Regions from separate parts of the Zea mays genome. Here region 2 is linked to region 1. The links are chromatin contacts, called in public Hi-C maps. All regions are on one chromosome and are shown on one strand. The core of a region is the stretch at or near the end of the contact, and the rest is flanking DNA. Distances in the headings are between cores, read along the strand shown. Region 1 holds the start of LOC100381838. Region 2 has its middle 10 kb from the start of LOC103646076.

What was found. Hi-C and Micro-C count contacts between places; a contact is called where the count stands out from the background.
Region 2: a contact with region 1 is called in a Hi-C map of leaf, with 2.4 times the contacts expected there. The contact joins the enhancer-like site here to the promoter of LOC100381838 in region 1. A contact is called at or near these places in 4 of 25 Hi-C or Micro-C datasets (ear and leaf).

The regions. Positions count from the first base shown.
Region 1 is chr2:19,037,235-19,041,202 of Zm-B73-REFERENCE-NAM-5.0, reverse strand. It overlaps LOC100381838, which reads right to left and starts at 2,580. Exons shown (of 4, transcript NM_001174630.1): 1 at 2,474-2,580; 2 at 2,222-2,382; 3 at 1,074-1,297; 4 at 1-644. The coding sequence starts at 2,510.
Region 2 is chr2:19,076,109-19,079,726 of Zm-B73-REFERENCE-NAM-5.0, reverse strand. No RefSeq gene overlaps it. Among protein-coding and RNA genes, the nearest start is that of LOC103646076, 10 kb to the left of the region's middle. Within about 2 kb of position 1,271, at least 14 of the 20 cell types and tissues checked have an H3K27ac peak or open chromatin away from gene starts, as enhancers often do. A contact at or near this core is called in ear and leaf, where this site is marked.

The sequences.
Region 1 (3,968 bases), core at 1,331-3,830:
TCTCTAAGGCTTCAAGAACCAGCCTCAGATTTATGTGCAAGCTACTTGCCTCAACACAATGCGCCTCGTACAATTGTACGATCCGAGGCACATGCAGTCTATGCCGACTTGGTATTAATGCCAGCTTCTTGTTTAGTTCATCAGCCTCCTTACTAATATCCTGGGTCTTCCTCTCCAAAAATTTGATCCATTTTTCCCTTTCTCGGATTGAGATTATTTGTTCGCTTTGCTCAAGATGCTCCTGTTCCCACAGGTGCCGCACGCTAGACACAAGAGCTTGCATGGCGTTAACCACATCCTTCTCAGAAATCTGATCCATGGCTTGGGACCATTTGTTGCAGGTAACAAAAACCAATGGAGCACCCATGCTTCCCGGTGAATAAGATGGAACTCCAGCAGTATTATCCTCAGGCTCGTAGTTAAGACAGAGTGCTAGCCATCCATTCAGTGCCTTTACAAAGTTCCTTTGTGAATTCACCCAAGAGGAAAAACTGATGATCCATTTGATCAGCTCTACCTCAAGCTCCAACACCAAATCCTGCCCATTTTCACCTGACAGAACCGAGGTACAGTTTTTGGCTTCTGATATCACTTGACACTGTCTATGGTAAGAGTCCAATTTATCTTGCCACATTAATACAAACCTGGAAATAGCCAATAATTTGTTCAGGTAGGGGCCAGCAATACAAAAGAGGGTGCAACCAAAGGGAGAAAGCAAGTAAATCTTTCAATTTATTCTAGACCACTTAACATGATCTGACATATAGCCTGCAACTAGGTATACAAAAACTCTCAGACAAGACAATCCTACAAATCCAGGTTTATGGTTGCCTCTCAATCCATTCAGTTTGCACGAATGCATACATCAACTCACTATCAATTGCATAAAAGATTCAATTCAGTATGTCTGTCCGACACTGATTAGGACCCCCCCCCCCCCCCGGACACACACACACAAAAGTTGTAGTAATAGTAATATTAAGAGTAAGAATAGTAGTAATACAACAACAGCAATAATAGCATGGACAGTAACAACAGATAAGCACTCTCCTTGAGCTAAAAGAGGGGCATACCCTTGGATCAAAGCGTTAACTTGCGGCCACAATTCCTCATCCCTTAATTTGTTTATTTTTCTTGAAATCTTGGCAATAACGCGCACAGCTATCCTTATCTTTGTTGAAAGCTTTCTCAGCAAATTTCGAGTTGCATCAATCTTTTGAGGCTCTGCACCCTTTTGATCTAATAATTTCAGTCGCTTGGAGTTCTTGGAAATAAGTAGGCGCATTTTCTCCTCGGCCTGCATGAGAAATACATCAGCCGAGATAAAGAAAACATTATTATAAAAACAAGAGAGTAAGTGTGAAAAACTGAAAATCTGTATGGACATAATCTATTGAACTATAACATTATCAAAATCAATGATACAAAATAAATTCATAATGTGGCATGTCCAAATCAAGAAGATGGTTGCAGTTTCAAATAAACAAAAGATAGTTCTATTTACTGTTTTTGAATGAACCGGTTCTATTTACTGTGACATGTAAAACTGAAAGCAAATGGCTTCTCAAAATATATCCACTTGTTCTCCCAGGTTCCACTAGTTGGCCCAATAACTCTCCATTAATACAGATCAGAAGAATATTTTAGAAGGTTAACGGGACATGTTCTTACAAATCTGACCGTTGGGCTTCTAGAAAGCCACTTTCCGTGGTGGGTATTATTCTAACTGGACCCTTCGTTAACATGACCATGACCTGAACTATACACAAAAAATACTGCTAGCAAACGACTGTGTTAGTAAAACTAATCAGTTAATACTAGTCAGAAACATATTAGGTTGCAAATCATAGACTTAGCAGTCTGCCTTTCTTAAAAGCATGAAGTTAAGGATTTTGCTGCATATATGCAAAAGTCAAAATAACATTAACCTTCGCTTAGCAAAGTACTGTTGGTGGCCAGCGCCATTAATTAGTTTAGTAGAGGTTAATCATGGTTTAAGACTAAGGCATAGTTTAATGTGGATTCTGACTAACATAAAACTAACAACACACATTGAAGTGACATGATTGCAGTATACCATACAACATTATCATTTAATTTCCATTGAACATTTCCATAAACCAACAATATCATAGCTCCAGACTCCAGTTCATAGATCAGTTCTACTGTAATATAAGTTTAAAAACAAGGACAGCTCTTTATCAGAAGATGGTGACCATACCTTGACCTCAGCATACAGCTTCCTCTCCCAGAAATAGAGTTTCTCAAGTGCCGAGGATAGGCTCTGCGAGTCCACCATCGCTACCACTCCGACGTCCACGGCGTCCATGTCTTTGCACCCCAAATGAGCCACGGAGATAGCCGACATCATCTTTGAGGAAGCTGAACAAAGAATTAAGCATCAAGTGCACAAGTTACTGACAATCCGAGTCGAATTGGGCATGAAGTAGATAAGATGTACGGAGTAGCTCACTGCGGCCTTGGTAGCTTGGCCTCCCGACTTCGAGCATTGGCGCGAGCTGCCTAGCCGCCTCGGCCGTGCGGACAAGCTGTGCCTTGATTTCACAAGCTACATTCTCCTTGTCGACGGCCCTCCGCGTGGGAGGTGGTGGAGCGTGCACCGACACATTACCATGTGCGGTTGGCCTTCGCCGTAACTCACCGATGACGTCGATAATATTCTCCGCCTGGTCGAGCTCGGCGGTGGCACTGACACCGCCGAGCGAGCTGCGCCGGCTGCGGGCTCCGCCGCTCCCAGGTGCTGAGTACTGCCCGGCCACCTCGTTCACGACCACGCTGTCTTCGTCGTCGTCATCTTCGAGGTCCGGGATGCCCTCCTCCTCGCGCACCTCCCGCGAGCTCCGGCTCGGCGTGTAAGGCGCCGCGGCCGCAGTAGCTGCCGTGGCGGAGTCGTAGTAGTACGTGTCGTATTCGTACGAGTCGTAGTTCTCGAACACGTTGAGGAAGTCCCACGAGCTCGCCTTCGGCGGCGCAGGCGGAGCCGCCCGCTGCAGCGCGGCCGGAGCGGGAGGCGGGATCGGGGCCCGCTGGGCGCTGTAGGCGTACTGCTGCGGGTAGCCGCCCGCTGCGTCGAACGAGCCGAAGCGCACTACGCGCTCTGGCGGCCCCGGAACGCGCTGCGTGACGGCGACGGACGCGGGGGGCGGGCGGCTGCGAGCGTAGTAGAACTGCAGCGAGCCCGCCGGCGTCGGCGGGTACGCGTACGCAGGCTGCGTCGCGTAGTCGTACTCGTACCCGTACGCGGCGTGGTGCGGGTGCGGGTGCTGCAGCTGCTCGGGTACGCGGCGCGGAGGGGATTCTGCCGGCGATGGCGGCTCCGATCCGGGCGACGCGCCGAACTGGAGGTGCGAGGAATGGCCGTGGGCAGGCTGCGGCGCGGAGGACGACGGGCGGAAGGACCGCGGCAAACGGTCCGCGGGCGCGCCGCCGCCCTTGCGCGCGGAGGGCAGTGTGAGCCCCGGCGACTCGGCCTGCAGGCGGAGGAGGCGGTGCAGCGGCGCGGCGACCGAGTCGATGGAGTCCGCGAGTGCCGCGTGCGCGTCCGCGAGCGCGTAACGGTGGCGGACGGCCGCGGCGAGCAGCTCGGCACGGGCACGGCAGAGCGCGACGGCCTCCTGGTCGTCGAGCTTGGACCCCTTGCACCCCATCGCGTGCCTGGCGCCGGCGCTGGTGGCTGGCTGCTGCTGGCGCGAACGAACGGTACAAGTACGACGTGCGCTCAGAGGTCTGGACTCTGGAGTGAAGTGGAGCAGGCAGGGAGTGTATAACCCCTTCCTTCCTACTCGTACTTGCCCGCCATTATGGCGTTCGGTGGCCTTTGGTCTTGGTCGTCCGGCGCGGCGACGGGGCGGTTCGGCTCGGCGGGCTGATGGCGCAATGATGCGGTCACGCGCGCGGGCGGACCGACGGACGGAGAGGTAAGTAAACGTGGAAGCCCCCAAGCGGAA
Region 2 (3,618 bases), core at 22-2,521, 40 kb before region 1:
CATTGAAAATTGATGATGTTTGCTCTCTTGCTTCAAAGTTTTATCATGCTGGTTTTTCCGAGCAAGAAAGAAGTACCTTAAGGCTTCAGTTGCAACATTATGAATTTGATGTACCTACAAATTCTAAGTTTCAGAATTTGACAACGATTGCTGATCTTTGTCGTCGACTAGCAGAAACTGGGAAATCGGATGAATATTATTTGATTGACAGGTTATATACCATTTACTCTTTAATTTAGTTAGTTGATTTTAATTGGTACAGAAAAAGCTCACACATTTCCTTAACAGGTTGATTCGTCTTGTTCTAACTCTACCGGTGTCAACGGCAACGACAGAGCGTGCCTTTTCTGCGATGAAACTTGTTAAGACAAGGCTTCGAAGTAGGATGGAAGATGAGTTCTTGAGAAATTGCTTAATAACTTACATCGAGAAGGAGATAGCAATTCAATTTTCAACGGATAAACTTATAGATGACTTCGACGCAATTCAAGCACGTAGAGTAGCACTCAAATGAAATGTGAGTTCTTTTAACAGTTTTTGCTGAATTTTAAATTATATGAATGCGGATTTGGTGATTTCTCCTTGCTATATACATATGTGCTATTGATTTCATACCTATATAATAAATAGTATATAGTATATTAGGGGGCAGTTGCTGTTTGGCCCCCTTTATATCTTCTTCCTGGCTCCGCCTCTGTCCACTTTCCTTTATAGCATGTTTGGATGACGATAATGTAGCATAGAATTAAGAATTAGAATCAGTTTTCCTAAATTATGTTATTTAGTTGCACACAGAATCGAGATTTGGAACTAGAGATCCAATTCTCTAGAATTAGACTATAACTAGAAACTACATCTTTCAATATAGAGTGTCTTCCTTCTATATTGCATGGAATTAGACCACACAATTCCAATCTCTAATTCAGCAAAATCCAAATAATATAATTAGAATTACATCTTATTTAAATATTATGGTTGATTTGGTATTAAACTCAATTCAATTTCATACCCTCCAATCAATATCTAAACGGAGCATTAATCAAATTGTAAACGCGGCTTGACTAGCAGCCAGTCTCGCCACGGCTCCGATATGATCAGTTGACCGCTCTCATCTCATTCCCATGTACGAAACAGATCAGAACGCCGCGACCGTCACATGCGCCAGGCGACCGGGTCCCCATTGTTTAAAGCCGGCAGATGCTAAGCTAGATCCATGGCATCTCGCGTCGGCGTCCGTCGCCCTGGCAGTGGCGAATATGAAACGAGGGGACGCGCAGGGCTTGGCGGGTTGGTGCCCGACACGGCTGCTCCTCAGTCCCCTCGGCCCACGATGGATGTGGACTCGTCACTTCCACGTCGATCACTCGTCGCTCGGCTTAGTTTGTGCTCTGCTCTCTCTTCTCTGTTGTCTTCGTCCCTGGCATCCTGGCTCTGGTTGTCGGGATCCGGGAGCTGCCATGTCGGCCGGTGCTTGACTCGGCTCCTGGTTGAATGCAGACGATGGACGGCTCGCTCTTGATCGACGGAAGCCTGACAAGATCCTGTGGATGCACCTAGGCCTGGTAGTAGATCGTGATCCGGCCCTAACCACGGCCCAATCCTAATTTATTATCTATATATGTTACCCTCATACTTTAGGTAGGTGTCGATTATCGTATCAGTACCGATTAACATTAACAGCTGTATTTCATGGTGCTAGGTAGTAGGGATGTCAACGGGTATATATCCATAGGTTAGATCATTTGGCTTTACCAAAAAAAATTATACGTCTTATATCCACTCGTAGATATAGGTCCATACACATACTCGTACCCACATGGTGTCACACCCGGCTTTAAGGAACAAAGCCAGATGCATCTCATACATGCGCCAAAAAAGACAACATATATAATAACAGAGTGTATAGAGATAAATGTCACAATAATCAGAGTACTTATTACATAGCGGAAGACTTACAAAATAAAAGATAAATATAACAGGATCTAAAAATACATCCTTGGCGCGAGAAAGTCAACTGGGAGACGACGACCTAGATCTCTCACGAACACAGCGCAACATCCACCATGCGCCAACCAGTGGTACCTGATCTTGACCTGTGGGGGTGTGAGACAGCAAGGGTGAGCTCACACATGTTCATCGCTCAACAAGTTGTGGGGAATAATGTGACATGAACTCACCAAAGGTGGGAGTTCATGAAGTGTAAGGCTGATCAACAGTAGAGGTTAAAGCTGAGCATTGCTTTTATAAGTTGGTCAAAATTTTATTAGCAATTACTAGATGTAAATAAATACCAAACCTTAAATAAAAGTAATAGAACAAAATTAATAAATAATCCCATGAATATGCAAATGACAAATTGAATTTAAGTCCCATAAATTAATCATCGGAGAGTCCTGAGCCGCTCATGACCGTGAGCTCGGCTAGTATACCAGTTTTACACTCTGCAGAGGTTGTACCCTTTACCCACAAGTCGTGTTTCCCATGTCGCCAGGGTTAGCTAGGCCCTTAGACACTACCGAGGTGAATGGCTAGGGATCCACTACGAGGCCTTTACAAAGTTCCACTAGCTTCCGAAAACCTGCTACAGTTTATGGGAAGAGCACTTGCAAGAATCCCTCGTCTGACCGCCATCGCAGCAAAATCAACCCAAGAACCTCCTTGCATGCAACTCCCCTACTGCCCTTGCCCCTTTCGGGTAAGGTAGTCTTCCACTAGCTTTCCTAATTAGTTAGCCAAGGGGTCCCATTCCTCCCTTGTGGTGGCACGTGTTTCTCAAGTTAAGCTCCATGTTCCAATTAACAATAATATAATGATCTTGACATGAACATAAATAGAATAACAAAATAACTGGAACATGGATATAATGAAATATTAACCCAAAACCATGTAAACCAATAGCAAAAACTACCCATGTGATTCAGGGGTAAATAAGGTAAAAAGGATAACAGACTAGGGTGACCTATTGGGTCCCATCAAAATTAAGCCTATGCATGGTAAATGATTATAAAGAACATTATTGGGTAACATAAGTGAATCAAGAGCACAACTTGCCCGGCACTTGAGATTCCAGGTACCACGGTGATTCTTCAGATCCTCGAACCTCGCGCTAGTCGTAGCAATACAAACAGACATGGTATAGACAAAATTAACATCACACCAAACATAAGAACATACTGCATAAAAATAATCTACGCGTTGCTACGAGACTAACGCAACTTGAATGGATCCAATCAGAGTTAAAATGAAGAAGTTATGAATTTATAAAGTTTTAAGTGTTGGATAAAAGATTAATTAGGATATTAATTTTAATGTGATATTTATGTCAAAATAGAGGTACTATGTGATTGACAATAATATTATAGAATTACAGAAATTGGAATGGACTCATTTGGACTTAATATGAATTTTCTATGGATTTAACAAGATTCTGGAATTGTTTTTATATAAGAAATTCGTTTTACAAATCAATTTCTCTAATTTTATTATTGGCTGGATTGCACACTAATTTTCAGAGAGCATAGGGGCCACGGTGTAATTCTTCCTAAGACACAGAAGGCTACGGCGCGGACTGCGGGTTTATTATGTAATTCATTAGGGGTTCTTATGTAAAACTACGTA